Regions from separate parts of the Danio rerio genome. Here region 1 is linked to region 2. A link is a contact called in public Hi-C data. All regions are on one chromosome and are shown on one strand. Each heading gives the region's core, a stretch centred on a gene start, on an enhancer-like site or on the middle of the called end of the contact. The rest is flanking DNA. Distances are from core to core; before and after follow the strand shown.

Evidence for each region. Hi-C and Micro-C count contacts between places; a contact is called where the count stands out from the background.
Region 1: a contact with region 2 is called in a Hi-C map of hematopoietic stem cells, with 2.0 times the contacts expected there. The contact joins two enhancer-like sites. A contact is called at or near these places in 3 of 18 Hi-C or Micro-C datasets (caudal fin, hematopoietic stem cells and an unstated tissue).

What each region holds. Positions count from the first base shown.
Region 1 is chr4:6,965,845-6,970,853 of GRCz12tu, reverse strand. foxp2 (forkhead box P2) reads left to right here. Exons shown (of 19, transcript NM_001030082.3): 4 at 522-699. The coding sequence starts at 532. Among named protein-coding and RNA genes, the nearest start is that of si:ch211-262n1.5, 11 kb to the left of the region's middle. Within about 2 kb of position 2,598, at least 23 of the 62 cell types and tissues checked have an H3K27ac peak or open chromatin away from gene starts, as enhancers often do.
Region 2 is chr4:6,765,162-6,770,039 of GRCz12tu, reverse strand. It overlaps a transcript of mdfic not described here. Among named protein-coding and RNA genes, the nearest start is that of mdfic, 79 kb to the left of the region's middle. Within about 2 kb of position 3,574, at least 9 of the 62 cell types and tissues checked have an H3K27ac peak or open chromatin away from gene starts, as enhancers often do.

The sequences.
Region 1 (5,009 bases), core at 1,349-3,848, 200 kb before region 2:
TATTACAATCAACATGCAACTTAAATCATGCATGAAGCAAAATAAATAAACAAATAAATAAACAACATATCTGTTGTGACATTTATCCAGGTAAAAATGAACATGCTCAACAAACACAATTTTAAAAGCATGCATGAAATTAAATAAATAACATTAATATGTTTATAACACACTTTGTAACATTCATACGAATCAGCATGGACAAAAAAAAAACCCAAGCCAAAAACAAACAAACAAACAAACAAACAAACAGAATAAATAAATAAAAGCCATCAAGCATCTCTTTGTATTGCCTCATTTACACAGCGAATGCATAATTCCCCCCCTCCCCCCTGGTAAATGCTTTAATTTGCAAACGGAGCAGGGCTTGATAATGGAAAGCTTTTTTTTTTCCTCCACTCTCGCCCCCAGTTTTCCTTTTTCTTTTTTTTTTTAAACCCCCCCCCCCTATTTTTTTTTTAGGAGGCAACTAAAGGGGATTGTAACAAGAGCCTTAACCGGTGCCTCTTAATCACTTCTAGGTATTAAGTCATGATGCAGGAGTCGGCCAATGAGACAATAAGCAACAGTTCAATGAGTCAAAATGGAATGAGCAGCCTAAGCAGCCAATTAGATGCTGGCAGTAGAGATGGAAGATCAAGTGGGGAGACGAGCAGTGAAGTAAGCGCAGTCGAGCTGCTGCATCTGCAACAACAGCAGGTAAGTTGCGTCTCTCTCCCCCCCGTCCGTTTGTCATCCGCCGCGCTCCGTCTCTCTCTCTCCCTTTCTCTCTCTCTCTCTCACTCTCTCTCTATCGCTGGCATTCACACAAGGCTCAGCAGGCAGCTTTTTTTGACTGACACCCTTCAGCTGTGTGCATTTTATAGACAGGACTCTGGACAGTTGTATTGCTTTGAGGGCATTTTGTGCTGCTTATTTATTGTTTACTTTGTTTGTTTTGGGTGTGAAACTTCATTTTGTGTACTTTTTGGGTTGTTTAGAGTGACTTTATTTGGAGTGAGTTATTTGATTTTGTTTTATGTTGGTGGTGGTGGTGGTTCAATGCAAGTGTTGTGGTTTGTGAGTGTGAAACACGGAGGTTTGCCGGTTGTTTGTGGCCACTAGAGGGCCTCCTTATTTGATTTCCCCACACTTGCACTGCTTATTCGCTTTAAAAGCCAATGCATGTGTTTTTCTTTTCATTTATATGTGCGGAGGGACTGTGTGCTTGATTGTTTGTGACTTTGCGAGGGCTGTATGTACAGTATGTATGTGTGTGTGTGTGTGTGTGTGTATGGCGGTACAGTGAATGATGGGTTTGACAGCTCTCCAAAAGAGCAGCATGAGAGGTCAGGCTGAGCTCACGGAGAGTCTGCAGGCGCTGTGGAGTGTGTGTATGTGTGTGTTCACTTATTCACTCACAAGTGTGTCACTCTATGAGAGTGTGTGTGGAAACAGGATTGCAGATTCCTCGGGCATCGTTAGCTTTATTTTCAAGGATTTTCATAACAGTTTTAAGCAGTTTTTTTTTTGTTTTGGTTGTCGTGAATGTTTATAAATATCTGAATTACTTATTAGTTAAACTAAATATTGTTAAAGATGACTGGTTTTATTTATGTATTATTTATTTAATGTTTTATTCTTTGATTACATCCATTCGTGATTTTATTTATTATTATTGTTTTTGTGTGTTTTGTTTTGGGTTTTCAGTTTATATTCGTGCAGTTATTATATTTATATTTATTTGTTGTGCCTTTTTGTATTATTTAGGTGTCTTGCAAATGTTTACACAACTTAAATAAAGGCAAAGTAATAACAAATGTTTAGGTTTGATGTGTTTTTTAACATATTTATAATTAAAATTGACATTATATTTTGCAATTTGCCATCTAATATTTGAAATTATATGTAATTTGTTAACATTTTCATGTTTTTTTTTTTTTGATGCAACATCAATGTTTACACTCATAAAATACTTAAAAGTAGACATAACAATTCCAAAATTGTTGATTTAAAAATTGTTGTTGACGTCTATTTGTAGAGTACTTTAAATTATTTTTAAGTATTTGTAATTATTTGTAAGTTTTTAGTTAAATTTTTAGTTGTTTTCTTAAATATAAATTTTATAGCAAATTTTATACTTAATTATTTTAGACCATAAATAAAGAATTTCTAAAGTAATAATTTTAATGAAATTAATAAGGAATATTATTTTCTTTTTGCATTTTAATGCATTTTTTATTTTTATTATGCATTTTAATACAAGTGTTTTAATTTATATTTAACTTTTATAACGTTTACATGTTTATTTTTTGGTTGCTATATACATTTTTACACTAAAATTCTCATTTCCAAATAGGCAAAAAAATTATAATTTTAACAGATTTTAATCATTTGAACATTTATTTGATAATATTTTTATTAAACTTTTTTTTTTTTATCATCGTGAAGTTTCTATCTCTAACACCAGCTCTTTTTATTGTGTATGTGTGTATGTGTAACTGAGCGTCTCAGTCCTGGTTGGCAGCAGCTGAAAGCAGCCCGTGGGCCTGTGTGTTTGCACCAGGCTCAGTTCAGCAGACTGAAGTGTGTCCCGCGGCTCTTTGTGGCCCCAGCGTACAAACGCACCCCCTCCCCTCCCCATCATCCACCCTCTCCAGCTGGTGATTACAGGCTCACCCCCATCTCCTCCATTCATCATCACTTCTCTCTCACACGCGTCTGATTGAGGTCAAACCCCTCCCGCTTTCTCATTACTGACTCCTGTTTTAACCTGCACTCTTCACTGGCTGTGTGTGTGTATATGTGTGTGAAATGGAGATCTGTTTGTGTCTTTAAAAGTGTTTCTGTCAACTTGAGCCAGAGCACGTTTTGATTGTTCATGTTGGTTTATGATATTATTATTATTATTATTATTATTATTATTATTATTATTATTATTATTATTATTATTATTATTATATTTATTTTAAACATTTTAAAATGTTCAAATACAGAATTAAAATTTTAAATACCTGTTTTCCATATATTTATACATATTCATGGATTTGCTTTTGTAATCATACAATAGTTTAAACAAATTGAAATATAGTATTATTATTGTTATTATTATTATTATTTTTAAATTATTATTATTATTAATAATATTAGTCTAATATCATTATAACTATTAATATTATAATTATTATTACAATTTATTTTAAACATAATAAAATGTATTATTAAATAATAAAACATTTATTAATAATAATAAATAATAATAAAAAAGAATTTAAATACAGAATTGTTTTATATTAAAAATATGTATTAAAATATTTTTTTTTTTCATTTATTCATGCATGTTCAAGGATTCATTTTTGTAATCATATAGTCATTGGTGTAAACAAATATAATTAGAAATGTTAAAATAAAAGCACAATTATTATGAAAATTTATAAACATTACAAACTTCCTTATATTTTGAATGTGTATATATATTTAATATAAAATAAAAAGCATTGCAAGTTGTCATTGTCCCAAGTACAGTACAATCAGGGGTCACCACAGCAGAATGAACCACCAACTTATCCAGCATATGTTTGACACAGCGGATGCCCTTCCAGTCACTAGGAAAATTATTATTATTATTTTTTTTAAATTAATGTATTTCTATATTTAATAACAATTAATGTTAATTTAAATTACTTATAAAATAAATAAACAATAACACTTCTATTGATAAATAAATTACAACTACTACTATTAATATAAAAATAATATTACTAACAATTATAATAAGTATTTATTTAGTTTTTATTATTAATAATAATAATAATAATAATAATAATAACAATAATATAATAATAATAATAATAATAATGATAGTATTATGATCATTGTTAATATGTTACTATATTTAATAGTAAGTATTGTTAGTTTAAATGATTTTTTAATTAAATAAACAAATAAATAAGAAATACCTTTATTAATAAATAAATTACCACTACTTTTAATAAAAAATCATAATAACAATATAATTATCATTATTTATTTACTAATTTGTATTATTATTATTATTAGTAGTAGTATTATTTACTATATTTATTAATAATTATTGTTTAAATTACTTATAAAGTAAATAAACAAATAAATAAGCAATTCTACATTCCTTAATAAATAAATTACTACTACTACTACTATTGATAAAAAAAAAAATAATAATAATAATAATATTATTATTATTATTAAATTTTATTATTATTATTATAACAAATGCATGTGTTTTTGTCAAGTTAACGTCACATTCTTATTTTTATCAATGCCATTGTTACTGGAAAATAATTGTTAGTAGCATCACTCATGTACAGCTGCATATCGCTTGGTGTTATCTGCGTGTAGATAATCCGCAGTAAGAGTGTAAGAAAAGGGCAGTGTAAGCAGAAAGAGTGAAGAGACAGAGATAAGTGCCATACAGACAGTGGAGAGACTGACAGTGTTTCACTTCCAGAGACGCAGACAGACACGTTGAAATGAGTGGACCAGCTAACAGGCCTCCGGAGGCTTTTTAAAGAGAGGCCAGGTGCTGTTAACTTCACACACTTTCTGCACAATACACACTCTTGCGCATGCACACACGGCACAGTCAAGAGAATTCCTGCACAAATGCCTAATAACCACCTGGATTTCTGGCTTTCAGGCTTACAGGACTCTGAAAATAATCGTAATTGTACTAGTTTGTTAACTAGCATGTCTGTGCATTATTAAACACAGAGAATTTAGAAAACTGCATTGTGATTTATTTGTTTTATTTTACCAATTGTGCAGTTTTTTTAGAGCAGGGGACTAAATGTTGCTATAAAACCATAATAATAGTATCATGTTTTAATGTTTAAATGCACTGTATATTGCTAATTGACACATTTTCCTTTACCAGCATCAGTCATGTTGGTAAAATCATAAATTTTATGGATAATAAGCTTTTAAATTTACAGTTTGTACATTTTTTTAGGTCTACAGGCTAAGCTAAATAATATACTGTCTCAAAGTACTGA
Region 2 (4,878 bases), core at 2,325-4,824:
ATTTAGAACAAGGCTCATTTTTTGGCATACTAAAAGACTTTAATTTTACAGTGCTGCATTTAAATCGGACATTTTGCCATTATCTATACATCTATCTATCCATCCATCTAGCTATCTACACATTTTAGTACTTCTCAGTTTCACTTTTAACAGTCTGGTGTTTGGTTTGGTTTAATTTGATTTGGTTTGGTTTGGTTTGATTTAGTCTGGTTTAGTTTGATAATAATCTGTTTTAGTTTAGTTTAGTTTTTGGTTTAGTTTGGTTTGGCTTGGTTTAGTCTGCTTTGGTTTAGTCTGGTTTGGTTTGGTTCGGTTTAGTGTGGTTTAGTTTGTTTTAGTTTAGTTTGGTTTAGTCTGGTTTAGTTTGGTTTGGTTTAGTTTGGTTTAGTTTTTGGATTAGTTTTTCTTGGTTTAGTTTAGTGTGGTTTAGTTTAGTCTGGTTTAGTTTATTTTATTTTAGTTTGGTGTTGTCTGGTTTGGTTTAGTTTTTTTCTTTTTTTAATTTAGTTTAGTTTGGTTTGGTCTGGTCTGGTTTAGTCTGGTTTAGTCTGGTTTACTTTACTTCGGTTTGATTTAATTGAGTTGTTAAGTTGAGTTTGGTTTGGTTTAATTTAGTCTGGTTTAGTTTAATTTGGTTGAGTTTGGTTTGGTTTAGTCAGTTTAAAGTCAGGGGTTAAACTGTGTCATTTATATTGCCTAAAGTTTGTACATTGTAATAAAAATGCTAAAAAGAACTGATAAAACGGGCAGTAACTTAGTGTAAGTTGTTTTGGGAAAAAATGTCTTAGTTGTTAGTCTGAATGATTATGGAACATTATTTTTCTCAAATTTGGACATCCTATTAGTATGCACTTTAACTATGTAAATAAACTTATAAAATATAAGCCTTTATAACTCAATAACTCACTAATATAAACAATCATTTCTGTTTTTGTTTGTTTTCCCTAAAATAATCCTGGAATGGCTACATACATTTAAACTAAGTTTTGGCTGTTAGAGTAAATTGCACATAAATGAGACCTGCACAAAAAATGACCCACCTGAAAAAAAAACAAAAAAACATCCTGGCTTTTGAACAAAAAGGCCATTTATAATCACCCAAAATGCTGACTTCTTTCTTAATAGATCTCTATTCATTTTCAAATGAGTTGATTAGCCAGCACAATGTCAGTGGATTCAGGGGCCCATTACACATTTATGACAGTAAATTACTGTACATTTACAATCCAAATGAAATTTCACGAGAGTTGATATTGAGGGGGGGACAAAACCCTGTGTGTGTTTCCGTCTCCTCTTCATTTGGTGTGGCTGTAAAAAGCATCACCTCAGCGCCCCCTGTGCTCAGTAGACGAACTGCTGCCAACCAAAGCTGCTGTATTTTTAAAGAAGTGCTCATTTACATCTATGCTCATTCAGTGTGCATGTTCATTAAATATGTTCAAACATTACAGAGAGGCGTAATGAAGAGCCCACCTCAGCCGAAAAAAAGATCTGTAGAAATAGATTCTGTTTGAGTACAAGCAGGTACGCTAGATCTGGAAGTTCATGTTGTGCTGCACACGGATCCTTTAATCCCAAAGTGCCACTCTGTCTTTTTATTATAATTAGTGTTTTTTTTAGTCAAGTGTTATATGATAAACTGGGTCACACTGTTGCTTTTTTATTTTATTTTAATTTATTTTATTTTATTTTATTTTTGCCTATCAGCTCTATTTCATGCAGTTTATCAGGTCTCACCTAATCATATATATATATTTAAAGAAATATAATAATAAACCTTTACTTTACTTTACTTGGCATTTCTGTTGTCAAAAGGATAAGGATTGCTCATATGTAATACAAAATATACTTGAATATATGATGAAATCTGAAAAAATGTAATACAATATTTTAGATTTATTTAGTATATTAGTACCTTTGCATAACAGCGCATGCCAGATTAAAAAAAAAATGCAGTACAGTATGTTAGATATTTTAATAAGTATAATATGGATAAGTACATTTTAAAAAAGTATATTTATTTCAACACAAATAAGATTGTTTCTCTGAATTATCTCGCTCATATTTTTTGTTAACATTTTAATTTGAAGTCACACAGATTTTTAAATTATATTCATTTTTATTTCTGTAATTTATCTATAGTTTTATTTTAGTCTGTGATAGATAACTCAGGATATTTCACTTGCCAAAATAGTTTTTTTTTTTTAAGTTTTTTTTTATTTAATCTAATTTATTTTATCTTATTTTATTTTACTCGGATCAACCCACAAACATATAAAATACATAATAACTGATTACATTTTAAAATAAATTATACCTGTAATTCTTCTCAGGAGGGCCAGAACATCCATTAAGAAATGGTAGTGAGGGCGGCGTCCACAACACCCCATCCACCTCGCCCCACGCAATTCACTTCGCGAACCTTCCATACTTTCGTCCACGCATAACGCCACCCTCCCCGACTCCCCCAAGCGCAATTTACTTCGCGAAACCTTCCGTACTTTCGTCCACGAATAACGCCACCCTCCCCGACTCCCCTAAGTCCAATTCACTTCGCAAACCTTCCGTACTTTCGTCCACAAATAACGCCACCCTTCCCGACTCCCCCAAGCGCAATTCACTTTGCCAACTGGTCACTTCCATTTTCTCTTTTGGGTTGAGGGCGCTGTGATGGTCGTTTGCCTTGAGCGCCATGTTCACCTTGCTCTGGCCCTGCTCCTCAAATGAAAACATGTGCCAGACACATTACTGTAAATGTAAATAAACTTCTACAGGTCAATATAAGCACATTACTTTCTTTCTAAATACATACAAAAAAAAATAAATACAAAATAACTATAAAATAAATTAGTTTTTCTAACCGAGGACAGAAGATTATTTCACCCATACAGTTTTAGTCAAAATTATTAGCCCTCCTTTTCTCAAATATTTCCCAAATGATGTTTAACAGAGCAAGGAATTTTTCACAGTATTTCTTTAGTTCTTTAGTATTTTTCTTCTTTTGGAGAAAGTCTTATTTGTTTTATTTCGGCTAGAATAAAAGCAGTTCTTAATTTTTTAAAAAACATTTTAAGGTCAAAATTATTAGCCCCTTAGAGCAATATATAGTATTTAATTGTCTATAGAATAAGCCGTCATTTTACAATGACTTGCCTAATTTCCCAAACTTGCCTAGTTAACCTAGTTAAGCCTTTAAATGTCACTTTAAGCTGTATAAAGTGTCTCGAAAAACGTCTTGTAAAATATTATGCACCTTCATCATGCAAAGATAAAAGTTATTATGATTGAGTAAATAAAACTAATGTGTTAAAGAAAATCTTCTCTCTGTTGAACAGAAATTGGAGAAAATATATAGGAGGGCTAATAATTCTTCAACTGTATATGGACATGTTTCCACAAGTGCTATGAAACATGAAAGTAGCCGCTCTGTTTGGACTCCCTTCGTTCTCCATCTATCAGTTTGTCAAATGAGCGGTGACGTGCATTAGTATAATCAGGGGCAAGTTTTAGTTGTAATGCGATCTTTAAGGAGCGAGTCGGAGCGGGGCAAACTCGCGCTTGTGCTGCTCGTCCCGCTGCTCTTCGCCTCTAAATTATTCATCATCCAATCAATCATCTTCTCTTTGTTTTGGACCCCAGTGCAGGAGATGAAACGGCAGACTGCCAGAGCTGTTTTTCTTCATCTGAGGTCTGGAAAACATGATCTACTCAGATTACACTCACCCCCAAAACACACACCTCCAGTGCCCACGTGCTTCTAGGAGAAACACACACACACACACACACACACACACACACACACACACACACACACACACACACACACACACACACACACACACACACACACACACACACTTATACGCTCCTGTGTCCTGCTTCTGTATACAGGACAATGGTGTATCTAAGGGATAAATAGATTTTGTTCAGTAGGATGCGTAGGAAGATATGCTAACTACACTGAAAAAGGATATTGCGAACAATTCATATGTGCTGAATATAAACAAACATATTAACTTTAGTAATGTTCAACTTCATTTGTTTGCTTACATTCAGCCAATATACATTATTTAGAACCACTTACCTCAAAAACATTTAATAAATCCAATGATTTTTTTTCAGTGTACTTTTATTTTTACCATATTTATTTATTTATTTATTTATTTATTTATTTATTTATTTATTTATTTATTTATTTATTATTTAATTTACAGTTCAGTTATATGTTTATATATATCAGTTATATGTTTATATATATTTATATTTTAGTATGTATTTTACTAAATATTTTAGTTCAAGTTTTACATGTACATGTTAATGTAAAAATTAATTAAAATATTTAGTCATATACACAAAAAATACATACACATCAATTTTAGATTTATTGTTATTTAACTTCGTTTTTTTCTGATAGTTGCGCTTAACTAACAATAAATATTAGCTATGTGAATAATCATTATAATAAATATGACTGTTAGTTTATTATTAATCTTATTTGTTATTTATTATTAGATTTAATTGATTATAGTGAATTATGCATTTTTTATTTTATTATTCATTTCTATTTATATATATTTTTTTATAATATATTTATTTATTTAATATTTTTTATTCATTTATTTTACAATTCCGTTTTTTAAAATATATTTTAGCATGTGTTTTACCAATTATTAATTACATTTTACATTTTCATGTTAATGTTTACATTTATTATCTTCATGGTTATTTTTATATTTTTGGTTATTGTGTACTTGATTTTTTTATTAGAACTTGAATAATTTTATAATTGATTCTATAGTTAATTTTTAAATGTATTTTAATATGATTTAATATTTAAGATGTATTTCTTTTATTGTTTAATTATTCATTTTTATATTT